2 separate regions of the Xenopus tropicalis genome follow, and region 1 is linked to region 2. The links are chromatin contacts, called in public Hi-C maps. All regions are on one chromosome and are shown on one strand. The core of a region is the stretch at or near the end of the contact, and the rest is flanking DNA. Distances in the headings are between cores, read along the strand shown.

Region 1 (7,867 bases), core at 2,390-4,889, 300 kb before region 2:
TGCATCATTCTTTAAAAAAAATGAATTGGTGATAGGGAGGAGCTTTTCTAATCCCTAGCTGTAAATTACCTGCTGCAGATCTGTTTCTCTTTTTGAAGCATTTGACCAGGCTTCTTGCAAGGAAGAGTCTCTGATTTGATCATCACAGATTACTTGGTGGTTGTAAGGAGGTGAATAATACTTTAAATGCACAGTAGGTGGCAGCAACCCCTCAGTTTAGGCCATGGTGGGTCTGGCTTAGACCTTTTTGACATAGCCTCTAATTCTAGCCTAAGTACAACTCTGTGGCATCTGCTATTGGGCTAGCAAGTGACAGAAGGGAGGAAGTGAAGCTTAGCTGAGGGGTCAGAGTTAGGCTAGTCACAATGAGGAGTGTAGGGACCCATAGGGTTAAGCTCCCTATGGTGTTATCCCTTATCTAATCTTATCTGTACTGTTATAGGGCAGAGCCCTCTACACTCAGGTTACAGCTATTAGGCTTTCCCTAATAGGTTTAGCCCAGGTTGACCACTCCCCTTGGCAGACTATATAGTGTCTTGCACAAGGAAGTGTCTTCCTCTCTGGCTGCTGTTGTCTCAGGCTTCACGTCATTGAGCCTGGAGGCATAAGGCCCCAGTAAAGAGAACCATCTATTCCTTAAGTCGGGGACAGGGCCCCGTGAACGAGGTAAAGCCAGAACAGTCAGTTTTATGTAATAGCACCCTCTAGAAGTGGTGAGTACAGTTAGTCTATTTAGAAAGGGCAGTTAATAGCCCCAACCAGGAGTTGTAAAAGGGTTTAGCCTACCCCGGCTCTGTTGTCGTTCTTTAGGGACTGGTTTTATTAGACGCCAGGTACCAGGTTAGGAGCTCTCCCCTGGACCACAGTCGGCCGGAACACTCCCTACTGAAAGGTCTTCATCTCAGGTATCAGCTAATCCCCTGTGCATCCTCCAAGTGGGTTATTCTGTTCCTTGAGTGTCACATCTGCTCTATTCCATTGTGACCAATTCCTATACTGCTGTGTCTGTGAGTATAAACCCTGCTGCACTGTTTAGGTTGTGCCTTGTCCGATAAACTTGTACTATAGTTCATCATAAGAATCCTCTGGCGTCCATCATTCTCTATTTGCACCACACACCTCAGCTAGTTGTAGTTCTACTACACCCTCGCTCCATCCTCATTCTCCCATATAGCGGAGGCTCACCATTTTGTATTAAGTGTCGCATGTAACCCATGCTCTCCATTATACTACTAGCCTGGATTTGTCCTTAAATAGGCCAAATAGGTGTTACAGGAGTGTAATGGGGAATGGATAGTGACCCTGTGGTGAAGCCAGTTAGGAAAATACAGTTTAGGAAATAGGGTTAGTGTGGACAACCTGGGGTAAAGTTACTGGTTCAGCTTTTGGGTGCCAAGAGGCAAAAGTTAGTCAACAGGGCAGTAAAAGAGTGTAGTAGGTACTGTGAATGTTACTCCCAGGCATTTAAAAGTAAAATGGTAGTAAAAGTAAAGAGTGAAGGCAATACATTTAAGGTTAATATATGGAATAGATGCTATTGCGGGTGACTAACTGTTCTGAAATGCCTTTCCACTGACAACAATAGGATTTTCTAGTGGAAAGGCCTGCTCATCTCTTTGGCTTTCCGAAGTAGCGCAAAGTTGCCGGCAACTCCTATTGTTTCTAGGATTTCGGAGTGGTTAGGCTTCTCACAGTAGCAGAGATCTATCGCAGGCAACTAACTTGCTCTGTGGGACCTCAGCCTTAAAAGTGAAAGTTGATTGTGAGTCATAACCCCAACATGTGCCACCCTCATAACAAAAATGTCACCAAAACACAAAAGGAAATTGAATTGTTTTTTGATTCATTGTCACTAGATTAGCAAAGAAGTAGACTGATCCGAACCTTTACATTCTTAATAGGATATTGCAGGTAAAATACCTGTTCCCATGGAGTGATAAGATGTAGTATTCATATGTTTTTGGCAGTTCAGCTTGGTGTCGGAGTGTGACTGTGTGGTGATCGGTTACTATAGATGGTTAGACTTTATTTGGACTTTATTGCATAACTACAATTGTTTGGTAATCACAAATAACCTTCAGACTCACACTTCCCACTTATAGGGTGTACTCACATATGACTATCACTGTGTGATCTGGCAGGTCAGCCTATTGCATACTTCCCAACTTTCACTGGACAATCCAAATTTTACTAGCTCAGCCCTCAGTCCCAGATTATTATTGAAAAGGCCCTCATTTCTCTTTGATGAACACTAAAAAAGATACAATGTTTTTCAAACTTAATTTGATAAGTAGGCTTTTAGCAGCCCAGAGCCCAGACTACTTAACAGTCAACACCTGCACTTAGATACAATTGTAACTAATATGGTAAACAGGTCTCTTGGGGGAATTGAGATTTGCATCTTAAAGGTCACAAAAATGGGCATAGTCAAAATATTTTAGGCGCGTTACATGCACAATTTTTTTTGTCCCTCTTTGCGTTTTTCAAATGTTGGGAGGTTTGCTACTGCCTGAAAAAAGGATTACCTTGCATTTGGCCAAATCAGGCTGGTCAGCCAATTAATATATTATTTTACTATAAGCTTTCTTATTATATGAGCTTTCTTGACATCCAAATTGGTCATTTATTCCTAGCATAATTAAGTACTAAAGTAAAATTCCAAACAAAACATTTTAATATTTCATAAGCCACAAAAAAGACTGACTGCAAATTGTCTACTGTTCTCTAACATATTAAAGCTGGCCATACAGACGTGGATAAAAACTTTCATATGTGTTTCACATGATTCTTGGACTGCATGTCGGCTCCGAATTATCCTTTAATAATTGTCATCCCATGGCATTTAGTCAACTTGACAGGCTAGAAAATAATGATAAAATCTGCGCTGGTGTCCTTGGGGGACCTACAGTGCAGTCTCAGGAAGTCACTTTCGTACTATTGGTGTCTGCCAACTAGTTCATGTTTAAAACATCCTCCAGTGTGTTATTTTTAGTACTTTATCCTACAATTTTAATCTGAATGTTATTTTTAGATTGTTGCATTTAAATGTTTGTCGGAAAAAGACTAAAATCTGCACATGTATGGCCAGCTTAACAGTTAAGTAAACTGCATCTTTAAAGTGAACATATGCTATGGCTTAATTGTATGTATAAATATATTGGAGATTGGTAAATCACATTAGAGTAGTTGCTAATAAACTTGGGCAGGGCAAGTAAACCAAGTGATTACCCTGGAATCCCTCCAGAATAGAAACAACTAAGGACCAATGGTAAGAAAAGTTCAAATTGTGTAGCACCAGCATAAATCAGCAGAGGGATAGAGAGATTTTCCACTTTCTAGCTTTCATAGACCTTTTCTTTTGAGGCTGTTACAGGGCAGAGGCAGCAGACTGTGTGCAAAGCAGTTTTTATTGGATATATTGTAATTTCTGTGTATTGCTGTCAGGTTAATTAAACCCTGCATTCTGTATGATTGCATTGTTGACCATTCAATTTTGCCATTATTGATCCTGAGGTAATAACTGTGCCCTAATTGTTCACATGGGGGACTTTCCTAAAGACTCCCCACAGAGCATCAAATTAAGCATCTACATTCCCACTCAATGCAGCCTCTATTCATTTCCTAAAAGAAAGGGATAATAACAATGCAGACTGTCAGGAAGAAATCCAGGCCCTTTACAATGTCCTTGAGGCAGATCAGTGCCGTTCAATAGATTTCAGCCAGCTCTGGCTGCCCACATTAGCTATTCTCCCAGCCAGGCTGCAGCTAGGGAATAAGAAAGCTACCATGATAAATGATACTGCAGTAGAATCTGACGACATAATATGAAATGTATATACCTGCATTACAGTAAATGTCTAGCAAAATAGTTTGAATAAAATATTGTTCTCTAATATCTGAAATTCCAAAATTAATGTGATTAGAATTCAATATTTGTTTTATACAGAATCAATCTATCGTTACAAATATTTCCCCTCTCGAACCTTCTTAACCACTTCTGTTTAAACTGCACATTGGTGACAATGTACCCAGAAATACTGTCCTTTAGACAAACTTAATCCTGTGGTCCTATGTGCCATTGCAATAAGAAGCCTGCTGAATCAATAATGTTAATGATAGCTTAAAGTAGTAATTGAGCAGAAATACAATTTATTTTCTCTTTAATGGCATTCATTTAACACTATCTTTGTAATGTTCTTTCACAATTTCACCCCTCATTTTGTCTTGACTTGAAGACTTACAATGCTTCTCCAAACCAGGAACAGCTGCTCATTCTAAAATAAAGTAGTTATGTCAAAATTAAAAAATGAATCATTACTGGAATACAAATCACATCCTTCAAAAATTCTAAAAGACATGCAAATCCCACTGAGACTGTTATGGTTTGCCACAACAAACATGTAATTAATGTCTGTCATGAAACAAATTTATAATATGCACTTGTGTATATAAAGGCTAACTCATACTCAGTAGCTGCTTTCTTATGCTGAATCAAGTTGGATCTGCGGCCTTCCAGAGGCTGTAGTGGAGACTTGACAGCTGCAGTTTGTTTATCCTGTAATAAACAGTTTCTCTTCTATTGCTTGCAGAAACTCAACAATTTGGGGGCCAAAGCCAGCATCAGATATTGAAAGGTACTGAAATGAATGAAAGAAAGAACTTTACTTGTCAGAATACTGTTAATTTGTCTTAAGTATAAACATATATACAGTAAATGATCCCACAAAGTCTTAGCACTAATGAGCCCTCTAGAAGTTTCAGGATATTCAGGGTTTAAGTTTTATTTAAGCTTAGTAGAATGCAGTTGTATCGGTTAGCCTAGCAAGGTTGCCATCTGCATTCATATTATGGCTTATACAGCAGGTTACACAGCCTCTCCTGCCATTAGGCAAGGTTTATATATAATAAAGTATATTTTGTTCAAGTATATATCAAACTATCTGGCCTTCTGGCTGGGCAGATAGATTCAAATGATCAAATGTAATCGGAAAAAAACAAGGAAAATGTAAAATTAGGGATCTCCGTGCATTATAATTTGGTGGGTCCCCAAAAAATGGTGGAAACTGAAAATCGAAGGATGTAAAATTGAGCTTTCATTATATTATTTAGTTCAACTTTCATCACTTTTTACTTTTTGCTTTTGTTCATCTTGGATTTTGGAGTGTGGTTAACAAATTAGGGATTTGCTCTGCATTGTTGAAGCCCTGGGAAAGTGTTGGCTGACCCCAGGGGAAAAGGGGCTCTCCCTTGCTGTGGAAGACTGTGGACCTGCAGGTTTTATGGCCAGGGGGTTGGGTACAAAGGTACCTCCTATCTTGGAGGCGAAAAAAGTGCCTGAAGGTCCTTGCTTCCATAGGCCTGGAAATCAGGGATTGTCGGATCCTTTCATTTTTAAGGGAGGGCACGTTTTTTCTGCATCCTTTGTGCATGTTTTGGAGCACTAGGGAAGATAAAAACATGCATTTATCAGTATGACCTATTTATGTGCAGCATAATGCTGAATCAAGGTATCTGTGGAATAGTAAAAAAAAATTTACAACCAAGGTCAGTAAATGACCCTACCATCTTAACAGAGTCAGCTCTTAACAGGAAACTGCAGTCCTAGTCAATGAGTCATTGAATTTATATGTGCAAGTACTGCATATTTTTGCTTTTTACCTATAATAACATAGTATTCCTCACTGAAATGTGCATTCTGCAAATTGACTTGAGGATAAACATAAATACATTTCTTTATTGAATAGGAAATCAAAGTTCTCGATAAAATGTTAGTTAACACTTTATTAATTTTCCACAGACAAATAATTTATATTGTTTGTTTCTACCTCATCTAAGGGGCGTAAAGTACAACTGGATTCAGAATAGAATGGTGTGAGAAACACACAAAGTTTAACTTATTTAAGGTTCTCCACAGTAGATCACATCCATTGCCATGCCTTTGTTTACTTTCACATGTTCTAGTCTCCTACCTCCTGACTCAACCAGCCATCAATAGTTACATTATTAGAATTAAGCCTATTAAACAGGAAACCCTTATTGGTTCCTCAGTTGTGTAAACAGACGAAAAATAACAGCTCAAAATCCGTGCTTCCCTGCTCTCATTAACCAATTTACCTTCCTCTGAAACAAAGAGACCAATTTATATTTTTTTTTTTAGCTAAAACTCAACAGCACAAAAACTAGATAAACGTGAATGTAAAATTTCAGAATCAAAAAGCTGTTTAAGGATTTTTCTTCAATGCAAGTTTTTTGTTTTTAAGTTGATAAACTCATTAAAAATAAGCAGAATGCAATTGCACATTTGTTTTTTTTTATATTTATAAGTGATCAAGTTTTCAAAATTTCTTTAATAAAAAATAGTGCACATTCTAGTTTGGTATATTTTTGTGTTTTTTTTATAATGATTTCTGATAAAAATGACTCTAAGGGGCAAAATCAAAATGTGTTTTTAGATTTTAATACATAAAAACTCAGCCATGTTTTATTCATTCTTATGGGATTTTTAGAAGTGTATTTATCAAACAGTGGGGCTCATTTATTAACACTGGGCAAATTTGCACCTGGGCAGTAACCTATAGCAACCGATCAGTTAGGGTTTACAACCAGCTGCAGGTTGAACACTGAAAGCAATCATCTGATTGGTTGCCATGAGTTACTGCCCAGGTGCAAATTTGCCCATTGTTTATAAATGACCCTCAGTGAGTTCTAAATTTCACCCATTGATAAATACACTTCTAAAAATCCCATAGAAATGAATAGCACTTGGTTGAGTTTTAGGTATTAAGTTCTAAACTCACATTTTGTTAAATCTGCCCCTTAGGGTTCTACCCCTTCCAACTTCTTTTTACTATCTAAATAGATAAATATTTTCCTGAATCTACAATTTTATTGTTATTAATATTTGTAATCATTTATCTATTTGGAGCTTTTTATATTCTTCTTTAATGAGCTTATTTATCAATTTTCGAGTTTGTGAATTCAAAAGATTTTTTTCTAATTCAAATAAACTCGCATTTTAAAAAAAATGAATACTTGCTTATTTATTAATATGGAAAGCTCATTTGAATAAAAAAAACTTGAATACCTCCACTCGAAAATATTTAATTGAAAATATGGCTTGACTTTGTCTAGGACTTCTACATGAACCAATCTTTTAGCTGCCGAATTTTTACACTCGATTTTCCGGGTTTTTCGCATTTAATAAATAACAGACATTCAAGTTTTTGAACCATGACACAAATTTTAATGTAAAAAACTCAAATCATGAACAAAATTATATTTGAATGTTGATAAATCACCCCTAAGTCTTTCATTCTTACTAGGTTTTGGTTGCTAAGGTAAGTGGACCCTAGCAACCAAATAACTGTTTAATTTCTAGACTTATGAACTCCAAAACATGAAACTGAAATAGTTCAAGCAACACAAAAATAAAATTGGTCAAATCACAAACTTTCTTAAATACCACCATCAACATCATCAGAGAGAAACTTCCAAAGATTTGTCAACATCACTGGAGGCACTGTTTTACTTGAGCCTCTGAAAGTTATTTTTCTTTCTTTTTACCTCAAGTGATCAACAAGCATGGTAATACAGGTATTGGACCCCTTATCCGGAAACCCATTATCCAGAAAGTTCCATCTCCCATAGACTCCATTTACATTTTTAAAAATGGTTTCTTTTTCTCTGTAATAATAAAACAGTACCTTGTGCTTGATCCCAATTAAGATATAATTAATCCTTATTGGAGCCAAAACATTAATACTGGGTTTAATTACTGTTTAAATAATTTTTTTCAGTGGTAAGAGATCCAAATTACGGAAAGACCCCTTGTCCAGAAAACCCCAGGTCCCGAGCTTTCTGGATAACG
Region 2 (7,130 bases), core at 2,433-4,932:
CACCTTTATCTTGGTCTAGCCATTAATCTAATGTTTACATTTCCAAAGCTAGAATTATAGTTAGCATTGTACCCTCTCCCATAGCAAATAACATTGTGTGCATCTAAGGCAAAGGATCTGAAACTATGGAGTACAAATGGCTGGGGCCAAGCCTAAAGGCCAGCTAGGGTGAGGTTTGGAATGAATTTCTACGCCTGGAGTATACCAGTAAGTTGGTTATAAGGCAATTGGGATCTTATGTTGGTAGCTGAATGTAAGTAGTCTGATACCCTCTGCGCTAAACAGTTGGTCTTTGTCCCCTAAAAGTAGAAGAAAAGGCTAATAAAGAGCTAATCTCAAGCTGCAGGCATACCTTCAGTTCTCTCAATAGTGCCCTTAAGTCTCCCCATATTTCTCCTATTCAGATGATCAGAAGCCTCATAGGAAAAAAACGCTGAGCACTGTAAAGAAAATTCCCATAATGCCTCACTCCTGCACCAAGACCAAGACTGTACATGCTCAGTTTGTAAGACTATAAAGAAGCTTCCTGCTGATTGGCTCAGATTGCACATTCCTAAGGGGGGGAGGGAGTTCTTAACATTCTTGAGGGAGGGGGGAGCAGGAGACGGGAGAGAGGAGAGAGCTGTGTGTCTCTGGCAGAAGAAAACAAAGAGACAACAAATCCTGTTTCTTTTTCTGTGTATTCTTATGGCTGTATTTATGTAGACCTTTCTGATAAAGCTTACTTAGTTTTTACCTTTCCTTCTCCTTTAAAACGGTTGCTCACCTTCAAGGTAACTTTTAGTATGTTATAGAATGGACAGTTCTTAGCAACATTTTAATTGGTCTTTGTGTTTTATTGTTTTTAATTTATTTGCCGTCTTCTGACTCTTTCCAACTTTGAGATGGGGGTAAATGACCCCAGTAGCCCATAAACTATTACCGAGACTATAATGTTATTGTTTGAGTTACTTTTGATTATTTTTCTTTCTATTCCGTCTCTCTCTTATTCATATTCCAGTCTTGCATTCAAACAACTGCCTGGTTGCTAGGGTAATTTTTACCCTAGCAACCAGAGAGCTGCTGAACAAAAAGCTAGATAATGAAGACCAATTGCAAAGTATCTCAGAATATCACTGTCTACATTTATTTAAAGGTGAAAAGGTGAACAACCCCTTTAAACACAGAAATTTGAAGGCCCTCCCTTGTCATTGTGTTGGAAACAGGGTAAGAAGAAATGCCCCACATACAGGGCCATAACTCCTATATAGACACTTGATGGCCTGTGCCTAGGGCAGCACAAACTGTAGATGCAGCACTAACCGCATTACATGGTGCTTTTCATCCAGCAGTCAAGAAAGGGGACACAAAGTAATTTGCTACTATAACAATGCATTGAAAACACATGGATCCCAATAGATATTAAAAATAATGTTTGGTAGCCAAGAAAACCGTACAACCGTCACCACATTATTAAATTTCACTTGGGTGCTCTGGGGATCCTGGCCAACATTCTCGCAAATCCTGAGATACAAAATAAACATCCACTGCTGGAAACATACCTTGTGCTTATTCCTTTCTCATTTCCCCAGGGAGCAGAGTGTCTCCCCTGATCCTGTGGGTGACACAGCAGCTGCTACACTAGGCATATTACATGCAACTATAATCACATTCACTCCCATACCTCCCAGGGCTATTCAGTGTGCTTTCCCTATATAAATTCAGGGCTCCTGGTTTAAACAAAGTGCAAATTAGTTTCCATAAAACCTTTAGGTCAGATCAATATTATGAGCCCTAATCAGTACAGAATAAAATAAAGTATACAATAAGTTAAAGGGGTGGTTCACCATTACGTTAACTTTAGTATGTTATAGAATGGCCAATTCTAAGAAACTTTTCAATTGGTCTTTATTATTTTTTTCTTACTGTTTTTGATCTCTTTGCAGGGGCGGGCCAAGCCGACCGGGCGCCCTAGGCAACCCGGTCGGCCAACTCCGCCCACCTCCCCGCCCCCCCCGAACGGCACATGTGCGCCAAAGCACAGGAGGAGGGGCAGGGGGGGGCGGTGCGATTCGATCGGTCATTGCCTCCACCGCTAATGTTAAGTGGCGGAGGCAATGACAAAGTAGCACTAGGGGTACGCAGGAGAGGCTCCTGCCTGGCGCCCCTCAATCGTTGCGCCCTATGCAGCTGCCTCTTCTGCCTACCCCTAGTTCCGGCCCTGTCTCTTTGACTTCTTCAACTTCTTTTCTTTGTAGCTTTGCAGCTATTGCTCAGTAAGGCTACAGTTTTATTGTTATTGTTACTTTTTATAACTTGTTTTTCCTATTCAGGCCCTCCCTATTCATTTACCATCCACTCATTCAAACTGCTCCTTGGTCGCTAAGGTAATTTGGACCCTAGCAACCAAATAGCTGCTGAAACTGCAAACTGCAGAGCTGGTGAACAAAAAGTGAAATAATTAAAAAACTACAAATAATAAAAAATTAAGACCAATTACAAATGATCTCACAATATTACTCTCTACATCATACTAAATGTATGATATACTGTATTTAAATATTCAATTTTTGGTGGCTAAAAGTAGACAAGTATAAATTAGTGTATTGCACAGGCTTCTGCATTGTCCAGAAAAAATAAGTGAATAATGGGTATTTCTTTCTCCACGCAGAACAACAAAAGGTTTGGGAAGGGAAGGCTACTTGCTACTTGTCCTTCTCTGTTCCATACCGTTGGGTAAGAAGCCTGCAATGATAGGGACAGGCCAGATGAGGGCAGCAACGCTCCACACAATGATGACGAGAGTCATGAAACAAGCTACCAAAGTGGATTCGATGGGCTTGCGGTTCATTCTCCATCCCTGCTCCCCTCTGAGTTCCTCTAAAGTGAAATCCAGGCAGCAGAAATTCAGCGACTCCCCTTGCAGGGGGCTGTGCGGGTCAGTGGCCGCGGAGATGAAAGAGAAGGCGCCGGAGGCCTGTGAGTGCCTCAGGTGGCCGCTCCTTCTGCCCCTCGCCCATCCGCAGCCCAAGCAAAGGCGAAACTCCTGCTGCGCCCCGGACACACCCAAGTGCTCAATGACCAGGGGGGACACCACACGGTTGTAGGCGGCTGCAAAGAAAGCCCTCCCGTGGTTGTTGGTGGAGAAGAGCAACAAGTCGCACTGGAATCCCAGTTGGCGTCCCCAGCGCACTAGCAGCGAGGTGAGCAGCAGTCTCTGCACGGTGATGTTGCACTGAGCCGGCCCGGGCTGCTGCTGCTGCTGAGGCTGGGATGGTGACAGAGCTAGGCTGTCTCTGCTGCGCTCCCAGGTGTTCCCTGGAGAAGGAGGGGGAGAGGATGGGAGACTCCTGCTCCCTTCTCTTTGGCTTTCCCCCTTAGCCCCCAGGTTCTTCTCAGTGCCGCTCTCCTTCCCATTGCCTAAGTCCGCTTCCAAGTTCGCCAGGGAGCGGCTGGAAGAGTTCATAGGCAGAAGGAATACATCCTCCTCAGTGTGGCCCTGCTGGCTCCATCCCTGGGTGCAGATAATTGCCAGGAGAGAGAGTGTCCCTCGGAGAAGGCTGCAGGGAGGGCAGCGGCTCAGCACCCTCATGGCACAGTGCGACTTATAGAGGCAGCTGCATGCTTATAGGCAGTCGCACAGGGAAAGTCACACAGGCGGGGAACAGAAAGCCTGGCAATGCGATAGCTCCTCTCCGCCTGCGACTCCCCCCCCCCCTTTCCCTTTCAGCTTTTGATTTAGATGATTACAGGATTACCAGATGATCCTTCACTTTCTGGATCCCCTCCCAGTTACACAGACTCTTTTACCTTTGGGGGGGAGGGGGTCTGAGCCAATAAACCCCCAGCACCTTCTTACATTTAATATGAATGTATTACACAAGTTTATGTTATGGAAACTCCATAGTTTGTGAGTAGAAACATGATTTTAATGGCTATTTACTCAAATTCCTCATTTTCCCCAATACCCAAACTATATTCAGCGTCCATCTGAAGCAGAACAACAATGCAGTGAATAAGGCAGTGTGATGTGATACTGCATGATTTTTATAATGTTGTCAAGTATTTGCCTGATGCTTCTAAATTAGATTCTACTTCTGATCCCCATGTTCCCCTATGAGGGGGCTGCCATATTTGTGCAGCAGGAGTCCATCAGCATTAGAAGCTATAACTGACAGGCTGAGAGGACAGTCAGGTTGGCAAAACAGTCAGGTGTAGGGACTTCAAGTAACAATTACTTACAAAAGCAGCTCTATCAGCAGAAAAGGATCGTAGTTTTTTAGTGTCAGTATCACTTTAAAAAGATATTCATTGTCCCTATAGTAGAAGCTAGGCAAATTAGGTCCATGTAAAAATAGCAGTTCCTCTACTTTACATTTTTATTTGCATTATAGTTGCCTTTATGGACTACTGTTGTTTTGATTAAGCAGTATCTTGCCCCCGCACCGAGGTTCCCAAAATGTTCCACTGCTGTTGCTGCATTAGACACCAGGGGACCCACACAAAGCCAAAGATATGGCAGGTTTACATCTGACATTGCTTTGGCTTTGTGTGGATCCCCTGACACTTAAGGCAGCAACAGAGATTAAGCATTAGGTGATATTATTCTTGAAAAAAATGACATTGAATCATAATAAATATATTATTATATTTCCACCATTCAGGTCATAACATAGCATTTCAGTGTTACAGCCTTGGCACACACCATGTATAGTTACTGTAGGTCCCCACAAAGTAATGGAACCTTTCCTTGCTCACATGGCACTAGTCAGTGCACAGATCTGTAAAAGATAGTGAGCTTGTTCACTTGTCATAACTGTCACACGCAGAACAGCTCTTGTGGTGGCTGTTGGCAGAGGGAAGAGACAAAAGCTGGCATAGTTAGGGTATGTTTCTCATTAGGCAGATATAAACAAAATAACTTTGTGATGATTATAGTCCTTTAAAATGTAGTTTTCTACATATATCTGAAATATAGTACAGATAATAGCCATGCAGCATACTCCAAGGGAATCTGTGTTCAGTGTCTAACATGGGATTTTCATGTATATAATTATATAGATCAGTGATTTAATTCCCCTGTTTTGTTTAAACATATAATCTCCTATATTGTTCACACCTTTTAATCCCTGCATTGTTCACCTCAGGCTGTAAACCCCCACATTGTTCACCTCTTCACACCTCAGACTGTAGGAGCAGTGCCAGTATTGTGTCACTGTATGTACTGTGTATGGCACACACGGGCAGCTAAGGGCAAGCAGAGCATGGCACACACAGGTGGGGTAGGGCAGGCAGAGTATGGCACATACAGGCAGCATAGGACAGGCAGAGTATGGAACAACACAGCAGAGTGGGGCAGGTAGATTATGACACACACAGGCAGCATAGGACTGGCAGAGTATGGCATACACAGGCAGCATAGGACAGAAAGAGTATGACACAGGCAGCATAGGATAGGCAGAGTATGACACGCACAGGCAGCATAGGTCAGGCAGACTATGACACACACAGCAGGGTAGGGCAGGTAGATTATGGCACACAGGGGCAGCATAGGGCAGGCAGAGTATGTCACACACAGGCAGCATAAGGTAGGCAGAGTACTGTCTGTGTGTGCCATGCTCTGCCTGCCTTATGCTGCCTGTGGGAGGGGAACCTGGAAGGGGTTTGTTCTGGGAGTTTGTTAGTAGCTGGAAATAGCCATTATATTGTCCCTAGGTGTGTAATTATGTGTTGGGGGTTGCTGTGCTATCCACAGGGTAGGATGAGGCATATGGATTTAAGAGTGTGTCTTAATATGTCATAAAATTCTTTCACATATGATGGTTGGTATCCCCACAGTGAGCACCAACCATTTGGGTTTTTGCTGTCCAACTGGTGCCCCCCCACCTGTCTGGTTGCTTTGATGGCTTACCTTTGTGTAGCAGTGCGGGGGGTTGCTGTGCTATCCACAGGGGGAGGAAGAAGCAAATGGATTTTAATATGACATAGTATAATTCTTTCACAGATGAATGATGGTTGATATCCCTGCAGATAGCACCAAGCATTTGGGTTTTTGCTGTGCTACCACCATTAATGTGGGCATGGTCTTGTGATAACATGGGTGTGGTTTGAAGTAGGTGTGGTTTAAAAAAGGGGAGTGGTCAAAACTGTCTTCCATTAGCGACCCTCCAATATTTATGCTAGAGAATTTCCACCCCTCGGCACCACAGAAGTTGGACAGCACTGATATAGATTGTAATGTGATGCTGTCTTTAAAATATTCTGCATTCAAATAGTGGGCGATACATTAACTAATGCCGGATTTCTAATTACGGCACACAGAGACCCCCTCCACACAGGATCACACATATGCGCATCCATTTAGCTCACATATAGAGCACTGGGGACAGGATGCAATGAAGTTTTCTGAGCGTCCTGTGCCCAGTGATCCATATGTGAGTGCAGCTGGGTGGCATGCTGCCCCTAAATTTGTGCCACCCTAGGCCCAGGCCTGAAGGGGCATATTTAAGACGGAAATTATTATTGCTATCACATATTCCAGAGAACTGTTAGTAGGTAAGTACTAACTTAGTACACATTTTTTGGCTACTGTAAGCGCAAAAAAAGGATTTTTCTTGTTTCTATAAGAATTCAAGTATGTGTATGTTTGTACTGGAGCATAGTTTTTATTTTATTTCACTGACACTGGATCAGTAGAAAGTTGATGGAATAAAAGGGTCAGCTATACAGTGTTGTGTGTTTTTATCTGACTGCTGGATTGATATTATGGCATAAGGATAAAATACAGTATACTCTTAAATGCTTAAAAAACTTGAAACAAAAATATATCCTGCCTTTAATATTCTACTGCATTAGTGTTTTTATATTTGAAGTTTATTTATTTGAACTACAACATTCACTTCACAGATAAAGCTTTTTACTGACTCACAATGATGTCCTTCGAGATGGACCTTAGCTTATGGTGAATGACAGAAGAACAGAAGAAGGTCCAATTGCAGCTCAGCTTGGGAACAAGGCTCCCCAAACACTGTGTTAACAATCTAAAAAGAAGAAAAATTATGAGTGCCAACAGTACAGTTTATAATAAAAAGAAATAATTTTTGTTGTCGTGAAATATACTTACAAAAGTGGAAACGTTACACTCCCAAACT

What was found. Hi-C and Micro-C count contacts between places; a contact is called where the count stands out from the background.
Region 1: a Hi-C map of neurula embryo shows a contact between it and region 2, with 1.9 times the contacts expected there. The contact joins the enhancer-like site here to the promoter of tmem158 in region 2. A contact is called at or near these places in 2 of 5 Hi-C or Micro-C datasets (brain and neurula embryo).

What each region holds. Positions count from the first base shown.
Region 1 is chr6:55,277,458-55,285,324 of UCB_Xtro_10.0, reverse strand. All of the region lies in intron 21 of cntnap2 (contactin associated protein 2), which reads left to right. Among named protein-coding and RNA genes, the nearest start is that of cul1, 76 kb to the right of the region's middle. Within about 2 kb of position 3,639, at least 1 of the 11 cell types and tissues checked has an H3K27ac peak or open chromatin away from gene starts, as enhancers often do. A contact at or near this core is called in neurula embryo, where this site is marked.
Region 2 is chr6:54,983,236-54,990,365 of UCB_Xtro_10.0, reverse strand. It overlaps tmem158 (transmembrane protein 158), which reads right to left and starts at 3,682. Exons shown (of 1, transcript XM_002938309.5): 1 at 2,481-3,682. The coding sequence starts at 3,571. The coding sequence ends at 2,678. It overlaps LOC105947665 (a long non-coding RNA gene), which reads left to right. Exons shown (of 2, transcript XR_001171096.3): 2 at 6,886-7,130.